Linked DNA regions of Mus musculus: region 1 is linked to region 2. The links are chromatin contacts, called in public Hi-C maps. All regions are on one chromosome and are shown on one strand. The core of a region is the stretch at or near the end of the contact, and the rest is flanking DNA. Distances in the headings are between cores, read along the strand shown. Region 1 overlaps Otud7a (OTU domain containing 7A). Region 2 overlaps Otud7a (OTU domain containing 7A).

Evidence for each region. A called contact is a pair of places that touch in the nucleus more often than the background predicts.
Region 1: a contact with region 2 is called in a Hi-C map of cerebellum, with 2.3 times the contacts expected there. The contact joins two enhancer-like sites. A contact is called at or near these places in 1 of 15 datasets of contacts at CTCF or cohesin (embryonic stem cells), 37 of 484 Hi-C or Micro-C datasets (the HPC-7 cell line, LSK cells, Sertoli cells and 12 more) and 1 of 115 datasets of contacts at active chromatin or transcription factors (astrocytes).

The regions. Positions count from the first base shown.
Region 1 is chr7:63,666,930-63,673,590 of GRCm38.p6, reverse strand. All of the region lies in intron 4 of Otud7a (OTU domain containing 7A), which reads right to left. Among named protein-coding and RNA genes, the nearest start is that of Gm39023, 180 kb to the left of the region's middle. Within about 2 kb of position 4,465, at least 18 of the 459 cell types and tissues checked have an H3K27ac peak or open chromatin away from gene starts, as enhancers often do. A contact at or near this core is called in cerebellum, where this site is marked.
Region 2 is chr7:63,504,943-63,511,990 of GRCm38.p6, reverse strand. The region is part of intron 1 of Otud7a (OTU domain containing 7A); the gene reads right to left. Among named protein-coding and RNA genes, the nearest start is that of Otud7a, 64 kb to the right of the region's middle. Within about 2 kb of position 3,765, at least 7 of the 459 cell types and tissues checked have an H3K27ac peak or open chromatin away from gene starts, as enhancers often do. A contact at or near this core is called in cerebellum, where this site is marked.

The DNA of each region.
Region 1 (6,661 bases), core at 3,216-5,715, 160 kb before region 2:
CACATGTATGTACATATGCACACATACATTGATACACTGTATGTGTATTCTGTACATGAAAACTGAGATGAGAGATACCAGAATTTCCTTGGAATTCTCTCTAAAGCCCACGGCGACGAGTGACCTTCATTTTCTCATCTTATTCTTCAACAAACTCACACTGATGTTAAGAAAATCCACAGGGCTTAAGTTCATGTGTCTGGTAGACACGATTTGTTTGTCTGGATAACAGTTGGCTCCTTTTCATTATTTATGTTTTCTTGCTATGTGGCCCAGGCAGGCCTTAAACTGCAATCCTTCTGCCTCAGCCTCCCAGGCACTGGGATTACTGGTTCTGTGCGACCATGCCCAGTTTGACTTTAACTTTAATGAGTATGTTTACAGCTCTAAATGAAAATAAACTGTGGGTTTGATCATTTTATATTGCTTATTAAATAATTTTGATATAAAAAGTTTCAATTTGGTTATATATCTTAAAGAAATAAAAGGAAAGGAGGTTAAAATTATATAGATTGTAGATGCTAACTCTCTGTTGACACAGTTCCACAATTTAAATTGCTTTATTATTTTTTTCTTTCTTTTTTTCAATTTTTATTAGATATTTTCTTCATTTACATTTCAAATACTATCCAGAAAGTCCCCTATACCCTCCCCCACCCTGCTTCCCTACCCACCCACTCCCACTTCTTGGCCCTGGCATTCCCCTGTACTGGGGCATATAAAGTTTGCAAGACCAAGAGGCCTCTTTCCCAATGATGGCTGAGCAGGCCATCTTTTAAATTGCTTTATTATTATATGAATGTATATGTGCTTATGTACTTACATATTGAGAAGTATACCTAAGATCCCCACCTAAGCTTATAAACATAGCATGATTTTCAATTCTTCTCTACATTTAGAGCACAATTAGTCTCAGTGACTGTGCAATTGCAGGGAGAAACACTTTCATAGAAGCCTAAGAAACAGCTAAACGGAACAGCCAAAAGCTACAGGCAAGGACGTAAACAAGAGTATTCTGCTTGGTGGCCCCGGGTCACTTAGCAGTACAGGAAGACACTCCTGGGTGTTGATGACATAAAAATGAATGAAGACTACTGGGTGCTTTGTAATCAGTTAATAATGGGCTGAGCATGCAGGGGACAGCTGTGGTGACCAATGATGGCTGAGAGGTGTGTGTGAAGGGACAAGGAGTCTGCATAGGGGTTACACACCTATCATTTGTGAGTAATGGAATGGAATCTTCTCAAAAGAGAAAGAGAAAGGTGGTGAAGAGCACAGCATATACAAGGGACCAATGATTTGCAAAGCTTCATCAGGGAATTGCACAGAAGTGACAGCACGGGAGAGACTGGGGCTGCGCAGGGAAATAAAGACATGACCACAAGGTGGCAGTAGAACACACAGCTCTCCTGGAGATGCTCAGTCAAGCATTCTCTGGAAAGATGCCCACAGTAGGAGTGGGTGCAAGCACAGCAGGGGCCTGAGGGAGAGGGAGGCTGCTGCTCAGAAGGGAGGAGGCACAAGTCTCCCAGAAGAGACAGACTGCAAAAGGATCCCAGGGGCTGTGACAGCTCATTTGCCATGTAGACCTGACTCTGCCACCAGGTGCCAGACAAAGCCTCAACTGTGACTCTGGGTACATCTCTGACTCTGGGTGAAGATATCGCTTGACAAGATGAGCATAGGAATCTGTAGGCTGGGAGAAGTCTTCCAAGGGTGGTTGGGCCGCATCCAATTGTCACCTGAGTGGAACAGAAATGCTTACCAGGGATATAGCTCTGCTGGCAGGGGAGAGCCTGCTGTCACCATTAATCCTCCTGTCCTACAGCCTCCTTACTGCAAATCATGGGCCCCTTCAGTTCCCACAACTGCATGTGCTAATACCTTGATTCCCTGTGATAGGTACATCACATTCCCTCCTCTCTCCTCCTTTCTCTACGTACATATATGTCAATGTACAGGAACTATGTAGACACAGACACACAAGCAGAGGCAGAGAGTTTGGAGTCAAACCAACACAAAGCTGATAAGTGTTTTATCAGTTCCTGGGGAGAGGTTAGCAGGCTAGGTAAAAGGCTCTACATAAGTTCTCAACCTGTGGGTTAGGACAGGGGTTGCACATCAAATATCTTTTTTCTACCCTCTGTGCTTTTTTCTTTTTTTTGATTTTTTTATTGGATATTTTCTTTATTTACATTTCAAATGTTATCCCCTTTCTCAGTTCCCCCCTCCCAGAAACATCCTATCACATCCTCCCTCCTCCTGCTTTTATGAGGCTGTTCCTCCACCCATCCACCCACTCCTGCCTCCCCATCCTTGATTCACCTACACTGGGGCATCTCGAGTCTTCATAGGACCAAGGACCTATCCTCCCATTGATGCATGACAAGGCCATCCTCTGCTACATATGCAGCTGGAGCCATGGGACTTTCCATGTGGACTCCTTGGTTGGTGGCTTAGTCTCTGGGAGCTCTAGGGTGTCTGGTTGGTTGATATTGTTGTTCCTCCTATGGGGTTGGGACCCACTTCAGTCCTTTCTCTAACTCCTCTATTGGGAACCCTGTGCTCAGTCCAATGAGCTGTGAGCATCCACCTCTGTATTTGTAAGGCTCTGGCAGGGACTCTCAGGAGACAGCTATATCAGGCTCCTGTCAGCATGCACTTCTTGGCATCCACAATAGTGTCTGGGTTTGGTAACTGTATATGGGCTGAATCCCCAGGTGGGACAGATTCTGGATAGCCTTTCCTTCAGTCTCTGCTCAACACTTTATCTCCATATTTGCTCCTGTGAGTATTTTGTTCTCCTTCTAAGAAGGACCAAAGCACCCACACTTTACTCTTTCTTCTTCTTGAGCTTCATGTGGTCTGTGAATTGTATCTTGGATATTCTGAATTTTGGGGTTAATATCCACTCATCAGTGAGTGCATACCATTTGTGTTTTGTGACTGGGTTACCTCACTCAGGCTAGGTAAAAGGCTCTAGATAAGTTCTCAATATGTGGGTTAGGACAGGGGTTGTACATCAAATATCTTTTTTTTTTAAAGTTGACTTTTTCTCTCATATATTACATCCTAACCACAGTTCTTCCTCCCTCCTCTCCTCTCAGTCCCTCCTTCCCAGTGCCTCTCCTTCCTCCCTCCTCTCCTCAGTCCCTCCTCCCCAGCACCTCTCCCCCAGATAAATTCCATCATTTCCCTTTAGAAAAGAGCAGACCTCCTAGGGATATCAACCAAAGATGCCATAACCAGGGGTGGTGGGGAAGGACTCCATTTTCTTTAAGAAGCTGGCCTCTAAGAGTTTGACAATGCTCCAGTGAGTATACAGGCAACATGATTGGACTAATTTTATTTTTTTTCCTTTCTTCCTTTTTTATTTTTGAGGGTCATCACAAGGGTGCGGCGGGGGGGGGGGAGAGGGTGGACATGGGAGGACTTCGAAGTGAGTGTGATCAGGGTGTGTTATGTGAAATTATCAAATAATCAATAAAGATATTATATTGGGGAAAAAGACTAGGCACATACCCTCATATCAAGGCTGGATGGGACAAATGAGTAGGGAGAAAAGGATCCCAGAAGCAGGCACAAGAGTCAGAGATACCTCTACTCCCACTGTTAGGAGTCTCACAAAAGTACCAGGCTGCACAACCATAGCATACATGCAGAGGACCCAAGGCAGCTCCATGCAGGCTCCCTGGCCTGTCAGGTACCTTGCTTATCAGATATTTATACTACAGTTCATAACAGTAGCACAATTTATAGTTATGAAGTAGCAATAAAATAATTTTATGGTTGGGGGTTACCATGACACGAGGAACTATATTAAAGGGTTACAGCATTAGGAAGGTTGAGAAGCGCTGGCCTAGATGATAGTTACCTCTGCTTGTTTGGACTGTGTTTAAGATAACTGGAGATTTAGGGTTGGAGGACTAGATCAGCCTCAAATTCTTTTGCCCACTATGTATAAGGCTTTTGATTCTAAGCACCACAAAAGGAATCAGAGATGTGAAATTTTGAGTTTGGAGATTGCAGGTTTCTGAGCTAACGCATTTCGTACTCCAACAAAGAAACAACCAAGCAAGGGGTTATAGAGTCAACCTTTGGATCAGTTAAACCACACAAGGCCAGCAGGACCAAAATGATAAGTCTCCCAGTTAGAGCTTTATAAAATACCTAATTTTATAAAGTCTCAGATGGGTTGAAAAAAATATTACTTGATTTCAAAGAGAAATGAGTGAGTTCCGGGAATGGCTCTCTCCTACTCCACCACACCCTTCTGCCGTTCACCCAGGTGTCCAGGCAACACTCTGCTACAACTGCTTCTGTGGAGGAGGGTGGGGGTGTGCGGGAATAGCATGCCGTGGAGTAGAAAGCTGTAATTAACCCGTGGTTCAATCTTCTTCTCACTGAGCTGAATCAACCTCCTTTTAGCCAGCCTGCAGCTACACACTGAGCTCAGCGACAGCAAGCAGCAGCAGTGTCGCTAACCCAACTGGCGTAATTAGGATACTTAATACTGCTCAGAGGAGTGTGTGTGTGTGTGTGTGTGTGTGTGTGTGCATGTGCGCGTGTGCGTGCGCATGCATGCGTTCGTGTGCTCATACACGTATGTATCTGTGTCTGTGTGTGCTTCCTGGCTGGTGAGATAGGCAGTTTTGCTCTATGACATGCTTGTGTGACCAGGTATTGCTCCACCACAGGCCCAGAACAAAGGTACCTAATAATGACTGCCCTGAACCTCCCCAATGGGCAGCCAAGAGAAACCTTTCCTCTTTCTAGATCACCTCCTATCTTTCTGGTAGTGATGGAGAGCTGACTAACACAACTGAGCCTCCTGGCTTTTAATTTTAAACTGGTGCTTCACAAGTAAGCCAAAGACCGATGCTTAAGAAGCTTAAGAGAATGAAGTCAGCTGTCAGCATGAATCTGGATCTACGTAACAGCGAAAGCGGGCTCTGCTGAAGCTGTCAGAGGCTTCGGAGGGAGGGGTGTCTGCCAAGGGCCCTCCTTGGGCAGTGCCTGTCCTTACTGTGTATCCAGTGCTGTCAGTCTGCATGGGATTTAAGAACCCATTCCTTTCAGCTAAGATTGTTTTAGTTAAAATTCCCCAGGCAGGCTTGGAAAACTACAGCAAGCGCGCAGCAAATCCCGGAGATCCGAGAAATAAATCACTTCGTGTGTCTTGGATGTTTGCCAAGCTAGCCCCCAGGAGGAGTCTTAACACGCCACTTAGAAGAAAAGCCTTACAGCTCTTTCTATCCAGGCTTTACCTGGAAGTCTCTCCTCCTACAGTGTCCATGTACCACAAGGGAGACAATGAAAGCTGCGATAGCTACTGGGGTCCAAGCCTCACACCTGGGCCTAAGATGCTCCTTGAAGAGGATTAGCCCACAAGGGATCCATAAGCCTAGTGCACACTTAGCAGCTGTCCGTGGGTGGTCAGTCCATCCACACAACAGAAAGGCTGACGGGCTCTAAGGATATTTTCTGCGTGTTCAGAATCAAAGACATCTTGCTGAGAGACTGAAGGCATACTCATATATCAAGTGGGACTTGGGGGGAGCTGTGACTGTTCCCACTTCCCAAGTGTCCAGGAGAGCTTGGAGCAGCAGGCTGCTGAGATAGAACTGTGCTGTATATGGAAAGGAGGCCTCACACTCCTCTCAAAAGACCACGTCCACCAAGGAGGCTGTGTCCACTGAAAAGGCTACATTCGCCAACTGTGTCTATCCAGGAGGCTCTGTCCATCAAGGAGGCTGTGGCCAGTACAGAGGCTGAACTTACCCGGAGACTGTCTACTGAGGAGACTATGTGTACCTAGGAGGTTATGTCCACCAAGTACGCTGCTCCTCTTCTTCTGGAGACCATTCATCAGGGAGTAAACGTCTACCCAGCAGACCTCAAGACTTTCCACGGGACCCTAACTCTTCTCTGGAGACCGTGTCTACCTAGAGGGTGGTGCCCACCAAGGAGTCTGTGCACCAAGGAGCAATGTTAATGAAGTCAGCAGAAATTCAGGGGTGCCTAGTCTATGGTACTACTAAGGCAACTGAATAGGTCCATAATAGGTGACTGCAGGCAAAGGGCCCTCCCGAATGAGGAAGGGAGTGCTGCAGCTATTTGGATGTTACATTTTCAGATACTGGCAAGGTTGACCATACCACGGGCCGGCACAGTTACGTCATCTGTCTACTTTGTAGTACACAGGGCAGGACTGTGAATACTAGATTTTATTTTGGTGACAGAACCCTGGACAGTTTTCATCTGTAGAATGTTCTGAAAATCCTTAACTTAATTTTTTTTTATGGCTTGATTCATTGCTGGTAGGATACTGAATGCCCAGTTGTGTACTCACAACTGTGAATGCTGGGCTTGCTTAGTCCACCACTAGCAGAGGTGAAACCTGGACAGTACCACCCCATCACACGTCCTTCATGGCTCTTCCTCATCAGACCTGTCATTTTCTCCTGCCTACCGTATTATATCACACGCTGAGCGGCTCACAGAAGCACGTGTTTATTTTCTCATGATTCTGAAAGCCAGATGTCCAGAGGCGTCAGTCAGTTTCCTTGTTCTAAGTCTCACAAGGCTGAGGTCAAGGTGTCAGCAGGACTGTGGTCCTCATCTGGATGCTGGTAAAAAAGGCCTGATCTCTGGGGCCTGA
Region 2 (7,048 bases), core at 2,516-5,015:
TCAATGATGGACTGTGACATGGAAGTAAAAGCCAAATTAAAAAAAAGCTTCTCCCTCTCCAAGTTGCTTCTGATGTGTGTTACAATAACTGAAAGCATACTAATACGCTGACTAGGAAGCAAGTGCTATACCATGGTTTCAAGGACTCAAACCTAGGGATATACCAGTAAAGTTCTCAGTACCATGCAGCAGGTCTGATTGGACCCACAGGGTAGAGAGGAGGCAGAAATGAGTCTCAAGTATATATCTGGGCCAAACAGTACCTCTCCTGGGATGATGAGCACCAGCCTACTTGACACACTGCCAAAGCCAACAGTTTCCCATCTAAAGCAAAAGGAGCTCTCTCCTATAGCAGGGAAAACTGTTTTTTGCATTCCCAGACCCATGAAGACATTACTCCACCTCCTACCCCAGGGCAGAGCCCCACCCAGTGCAGCCCACACCAACCCAAACCCCAGGGGGGGATTTCCTATGTTCTCAATTCCAGCCATTTTTCCTCTACAGACTGCTCTTGTTGCCCAAGTAGTATTCTTTTCCTTCTTTGTGTCATTAGCACAAACCCACCCTTTATACACAAAAACAGCAGTCAGTCTTTGGGCGGCCATCTATACTAGCTATGTTGGCTCTGTGTCTCCTTCTCACAGTCAGCATTTATGTTAGGGCACTTTTCATTTCCACCACCATCCCAATGGAAATATAAGATGGGCAGAAGATTTTGTTCATTAGAGGGTACCAGATTTTTAGCACAGGACTTCAGATAAGGCTAGACTGAAGGATGGAAGGACAGACCAATGGATGGGTATTCCAGAGGAAGCTAAAATCACTCCTGGTGGAGGTGAGGAATGTCATGGAAGGGCTGGAAGTACAATGGGTAGGAATGTAGAATAGGACCTGAATGTCCCTGGCTGGGCTGATGTGGAAGTTCAGAGTATGTCTACTCCTTGACAAAGAACCCCAGAAACTGTAAAAATCTGACCTGTTGAACCTGAGGCCTACCCAGACAAGCAGATTGTGGTCCATCTGAGCCAATCTATTTCTAGGGACCCTTGTGTCACAGTCTTACCCTGTGTATTTAGCATACTGAGCATCTTAGGGATGCCAAGTCTAGAGCTTACCATGTGAGAGAGGTCTTGGGGATGTGGGACTATATGACTTTTAGGACCCAGCAACACTGCTAGCAAGGACAGAGAAAAGAGCCTATCTCAGTCTGTCTGAGGGCTGCCCCAAGGTTCCTGTTCTTGTTTCACAGAGCCAGGCCGGGGTCCCAGTCTAGTCTTCTGTTTCCAGGTTCTTCCTTGTCACAGAAATTTCTTATTACCAGAGGTATAAGCTGTGAGTGTTGGGACGGCAATACCATACCTAAGTCCTACCCAAGGGAAAGGAGGCCCAGGGCTTAGTGTGATTGTTCCTGAGACTTCTGACAAGCAGGTGGCTGAACTAACTGTTCACTTCTACTGACAGGAGTCAGCCATTCTGCAGATAATCCAGGCTCCAGAGTACTACCAGTCTACTAATGGAGTTCTGGGGCCTTCACATGCTAGGCATAGAAACAAGAAATAGAAATAAATCAAGCTCAATTTCAGTTTCTGTCTCTCTCTCTCTCTTCCTCCCTCCCACCTCCCCTCGAATACTGCCTATTATCCTGCAATTTCATTATCTGAAAAGAACAGAATTAGGCTTCTACAAATTGTTACAGAAAGTGGATACAACCAGCAACCCCACCCTACAATTAGTTCTCCTAAGGAACAATCACTGGGGCACTGGGGCAGAACCAAGGCAGAGCATGGACCTGAGTCAGCCTCCTGCTTGCTTTTGGGTGCAAAAGATGCAAGGACAGAGCCTGCCTGTGGCTCTTGGGCACTGGGGCTGGGGGAAGGTGCTCTGCCCACACCAGTCAGACAGGCCTACAGGACCAGCAATGACTGGCTCCCTTCCAACAGCAGGTGGCAGCAGGAGGCCCCAGAAATCAGGACCCCCAGAATGCAGTTCTAAACAGCTGGAGGCTCCACAAGACAGCGCTGGACTGTTTCCAGCAGTTTTCATCCAGACTAGCACTTAATGTGCCATCACAGACATGCAGATATTTTCTCAAAAGGCACAAAGCTTCATTATTGGAGTAATAGTAGTATTTTAAAAAATAAACAAATTACAGGAAATTGGTTTGTGCTAAGATTTTCTATGGGTAAATTGTGTGTGTGTGTGTGTGTGTGTGTGTGTGTGTGTGTGTGTGTGTGTGTATCTGTGTGCTGGTGGGGGAGGAAGGCAAAGAGAGAGAATATGCACATGAGAACATTGTATGGGAGTGTAAATAGGAAATATGAGATTATTGAACTACTTTAAATGTATGACTGGAAACCAAGAGAAATCATAATGCCTGTAAATCCTAAATTCATAGTATAGGAGGTTCTTTTATATAAATATTTATAACATAATAAATTTGTTATTATTATAAATTTAGATTAAAAATACGTGTATACACACACACACACACATATACTCCAAAAAAGTTGTCATCTACACAGGGAAGGTTCAGGGTTCTCATAGTGTGATGACAAATTGTACATATGTGACGTGCCTCTGTATCATACAAGCTTCATGTGCTAACAGTGTGCTCTTCTTCATTTTGCTAGAAAAGAATAATGGTATTCAACTACACGTTATATATGCCAAGATTCACATTAGAAGGAAAGTTACTGCTAGGGTAGATTTGTGCTGTGAGATTAAGAATGCTCTCAGGTACACATGATACCTCACATATGCAAAAATATTTTATAGAAAAATGAAGGAATGAACACAGTCGTGGTTATTTGTATACTTATCGGACATTTGAAGCTAACTGTCATCTCTCTGGTACTAAAGTACTACAATGACTTCAGGTCAATTTACTCCAGCCTGAACCCAAGCCTTGCTGGGAGCTGGGGAACCACTGCAGGGAGTTCCTAGCTCCCTGGTCTAGAATTAACATGGGAGCCCAGCTCACTGGGCTCTAGGCACCTCAGGAAACCCCTCTAGCTAGAGAAAGGTCAGCCATCTTTGTGGGTAAGATCTGACTGAAGGGTGGTTTCAGACCACGAGAATGGAGAGCTGAAAGTTACTAATCTACATAACCAGAAATTGTGTTCTAGAGGAGACAAATGCTGCTCAGAGGAGCCTGACCTTCCAGGTCATTCAGTGGACAGTGACTGGAGCTCCCATTTTCTGATTTATGGGCCACAAAGTGTCTTGCCACTAACTGTGCTGACTGCTCGGAGCAAGTGAAGAGGCAACTTCCATATTAATCTGTGCTGTTTCAAAATCCTAAGGTAAATGATAAAAAGTAAAAATCATTTTCCTTTTAATTTTTCTAAACTCACAAAACACTCTTAAAACTGAAAAAAAAAAAAAAACTTTGTTCATTGCATTTGACTCCTGTTATTTATTGTCCTTAAGTCACTAATGGCTCAAAGTTCTCCACAAATAAGATCGATACATCACCCTCCCTGCACAGCAATCTTGGAGCCATCCCCTCGTCTCTTATTCAAGGCACCAGGAGCTATAGCTCAAGTGAAAAGCCACTGTGTGCCTGGTTCTGATGCTCTAAGGCCTCCACACAGAACAACAGAACTGGCATTGCAGCCTGAGCTTGGCTGGCTTAGGCTTCTGGCCTCATCTCAGGAGTTTTCTACAGAAAACCTGAATCACAGGAACACTGCTGTGACCATCTGTGGCAAGTGCCAAGGCCCTGGTGTGGACAGATCAGAAGGAACCCCATGGAGACTCACATCCTCACAGATGGATGATGGCACAACTATAGAGGAGGGATTGGCTCTAGCGTTCTACGGCACAGTGGGTATCTACAGAGGGTTACTACTATTCAGGATGTAATTTGCAGGACCTGGAAGGTCTGAAGGTTCCCAGCACATGAAATGTCAAACGTTTTGAAGATGTCTGGTGTTTTCTATGAGAATGGCGCTCAAAGGCTCACATATTTAAATACTTGGTCCTCAACTGGTGGTCTTTTGGAGGGTTAGGAGGTGTGGCCTTGTTAGAGGAGGTGTGTCACGGGAGCTGACTTTAGGTTTCAAAGCACCCCACTATCCCTAGTATGCTCTCTGCTTCCTGTTTGTGGGTAAAGATGAGAGCTCTCGGCTGCTGTTCTGCTACCATGGCGTCCCTGCACCATCACGGACCCTTACCCTCTTGTTTAACTGTAAACCCAGTTAAACAAATTTCTTTTATAAGTTGTCTTGGCCATAATGTTTTATCATAGCAATAGAAAACTCACTAATACAAGATAGAAATCACTTGAATTGACAATTACACAGCACGTATAGTTTATTATCTGTAATAGTCATAAATATGTACAAATACGTCAATTAGAAATTTAATTTTATGGAAAGATACCTTTTAGCATGAGCAAAAGCTCTGAACTTAGAGAGGCATGATACAATGGGATATGTCTACAACTCGGTCTAATGCTCCCTCGTCATGGTTGAGATGGGTGTGGTACCTAGGGACAAGTTTAACCAACCCTCTAAACTACAGTGGGATGGAGTGTGACTGGACTATGGGATAACTGTTTTGCTTGAAATCAGTTAATGCAACTTAGCTGTAGTGCAGTGGTAAGGGTTCCAGCCTGTACAATTTCATGAGTCTCCAGATTTTAGGACACACACACACACACACACACACACACACACACACACACACCTATCAACAGGGCTCCACACTGACCACTAGGATTATACTTCAAAATGCGGGGGCCGGGGGATCTTTTCCTGTGCTGAATCTCAGAAGTGGCTCTCCACTCTTTTCTGCTTACCCTTTCTGTGACCCTACCTCTCTTTCCACCCTCTACTGAAGACAGCATGAAGGCACAGGCTGCCTATAACCTGGAGAGTGCACCCAGGGCACAGTGGCCTGTGATGGAGGTTCCCAGAAAGGCCCTAGAGCAGTGCTTGGGCTCTGAGTCTCAACTCTCCCTAGTACCCACTGAATGCTTTTAAGTTCTCATCTGGGGCTCCACACATGCCTATCTCTTTCCCTTCTCTGCCCCACAGATACATCTCCGGTCTGTATATGTCCAAGAGAGAACGTGGCAGTATTTCACAGAAAAAGTGATCTGTCTTGAAACAGGCATACCTAGAAACTGGCAATCTTATATTTAGTAAAATCTAGGATTAGTGGCACCACCTCCCTCCCTGTACCTGGGTCTCTATGAGTACAAGAACTCCTGCATTAGCAGGATGGGTATTTCTCAGATGTCCAAGCATTCAAATATATGAACCTATGGAGGCCCAGGTTTCCTCATTGAGGTTGACCTCTGCTGCAGACTGCTCTCTATTTCCTTTTTTTTTTTTTTTTTTTTTGTTTTTTTTTTTGTTTTTCTCTTTATAGTCCTGACTGTCCTGGAACTCACTCTGTAGACCAGGCTGGCCTTGAACTCAGAGATCTGCCTGCCTCTGCCTCCCAAGTGCTGGGATTAAAGGCGTGCGCCATCGCCCCCTGGCTCTATTTCCTTTAAAACCCAAGGATAGGAAGCAATGTATACACGAAATTCACTAACGCCAATAGATGCAGCCAGCCACTTGGCAATAGAGCCTTGGATGAGGGGCACACTGATGTTCCCAAGGTCCCTTCTGCTTCTGGGAAATTTCCAGAAACATGTTACTGGAATAAAAATAGGGATAAAATTGTCTTAGTAAGTGTGAACACTGACTAACGAAGCTCTTATAAAAGAAAGCACTTAACTGAGGCTTGCTTACTGTTTCAGAGGTTTAGTCCATTTTCATCAAGGCAGGGAGCATGGTATCCTGCAGGCAGACATGGGACTGGAGAAATAGCTGAGAGTTCTACATCTGGATCCACAGGCAGCAGGAAGGGAAAGATACTGGGCCTGGCATGGGATTTTGAAACCCTAAAGCCAACCCCCAGTGACACACTTCCTCCAACAAGGCCACACCTACTCTAACAAGGCCAGAACTCCCTATCACTCTCAAGTAATACTTCTTCCTGATGTCCAGGCCTTCAAACACATGAGCCTACGGAGGCCATTCTTATTCGAACCACCACAGGAAAGTAACTCAGTGGTGGATACTTGCCTACCAAGACGGGCCTCAGTTCTATTCTCAGTACAGGAAAATAGAAGGTGTTGGGTAGGATTTTTGCTTTACTGGCACAATTTTCCTGGTCTCATTCAGTCTAAAAGCCGTGTGCTTCACTTTGTAGTAATCTCTGGTTAGGCTTTTCCCTGGAGCCTCATTTATGTGATGTTCGGGAGTTTAAAGTAGCACATTTGGACAAATGGAAGATTCTCATGAACTGCTAAATCTGTTGATTTTTCCAACAACACATTTTAAAAAGAGACAATTCTGACCCAACTTCTCACCCACAGGAAAGCAGGTCAAGTTCAATTTAGTGAGCATATTGAACCAGGCATTTGGGCCTCTGTATCAAAACAGACATATATATATATATATATATTTTTTTTTTTTTTTTCTACTTAAACCATCTTCTTTCATGCAAATTCCCTTGGAGGGCCTAGTGAGTGGCTACACAGCTCAGAAAAGTCGGGGACTTCTGTGATCCCAAATGCAAGGGCAAAACACCCCATTCCTCAGCCACTAAATTTTGTTCTGCCTCTTGTCCTAAGGTCACATAGAGAAAACAATTCAGAGTGTTGCAAAGATAACATCAAGGTGATACCAAGAGACATGACCACAGAGAATTTTTCAATCCCTGAGAAATAAGCTAAACCTGAAGAGGCAAGCTTCCTTGTGGGAAAGGGTGCTGGTAGCTGAGCCCTGCTGAATCAGCTTTGAGGGCACGGGAGAACAGGAAGGAGACCCAGCCAGGTACTAAACTCATTCCATCACTGGGATGCATACTTGTTTCCTTTTGTAAGAAGTGGGTAGAACTTTTGTCCCCAAAGATATCAGAGTCTTCCTCTTACTCAGAGACCACAGAGACTCTGACCCAAGTCAATAAATTTCGCCTTCCTTTATTTGACACTTCACATGTCTCTGTAAATATTGTTTAATTTAATACCCATATAAGCTTATAGGGTCCT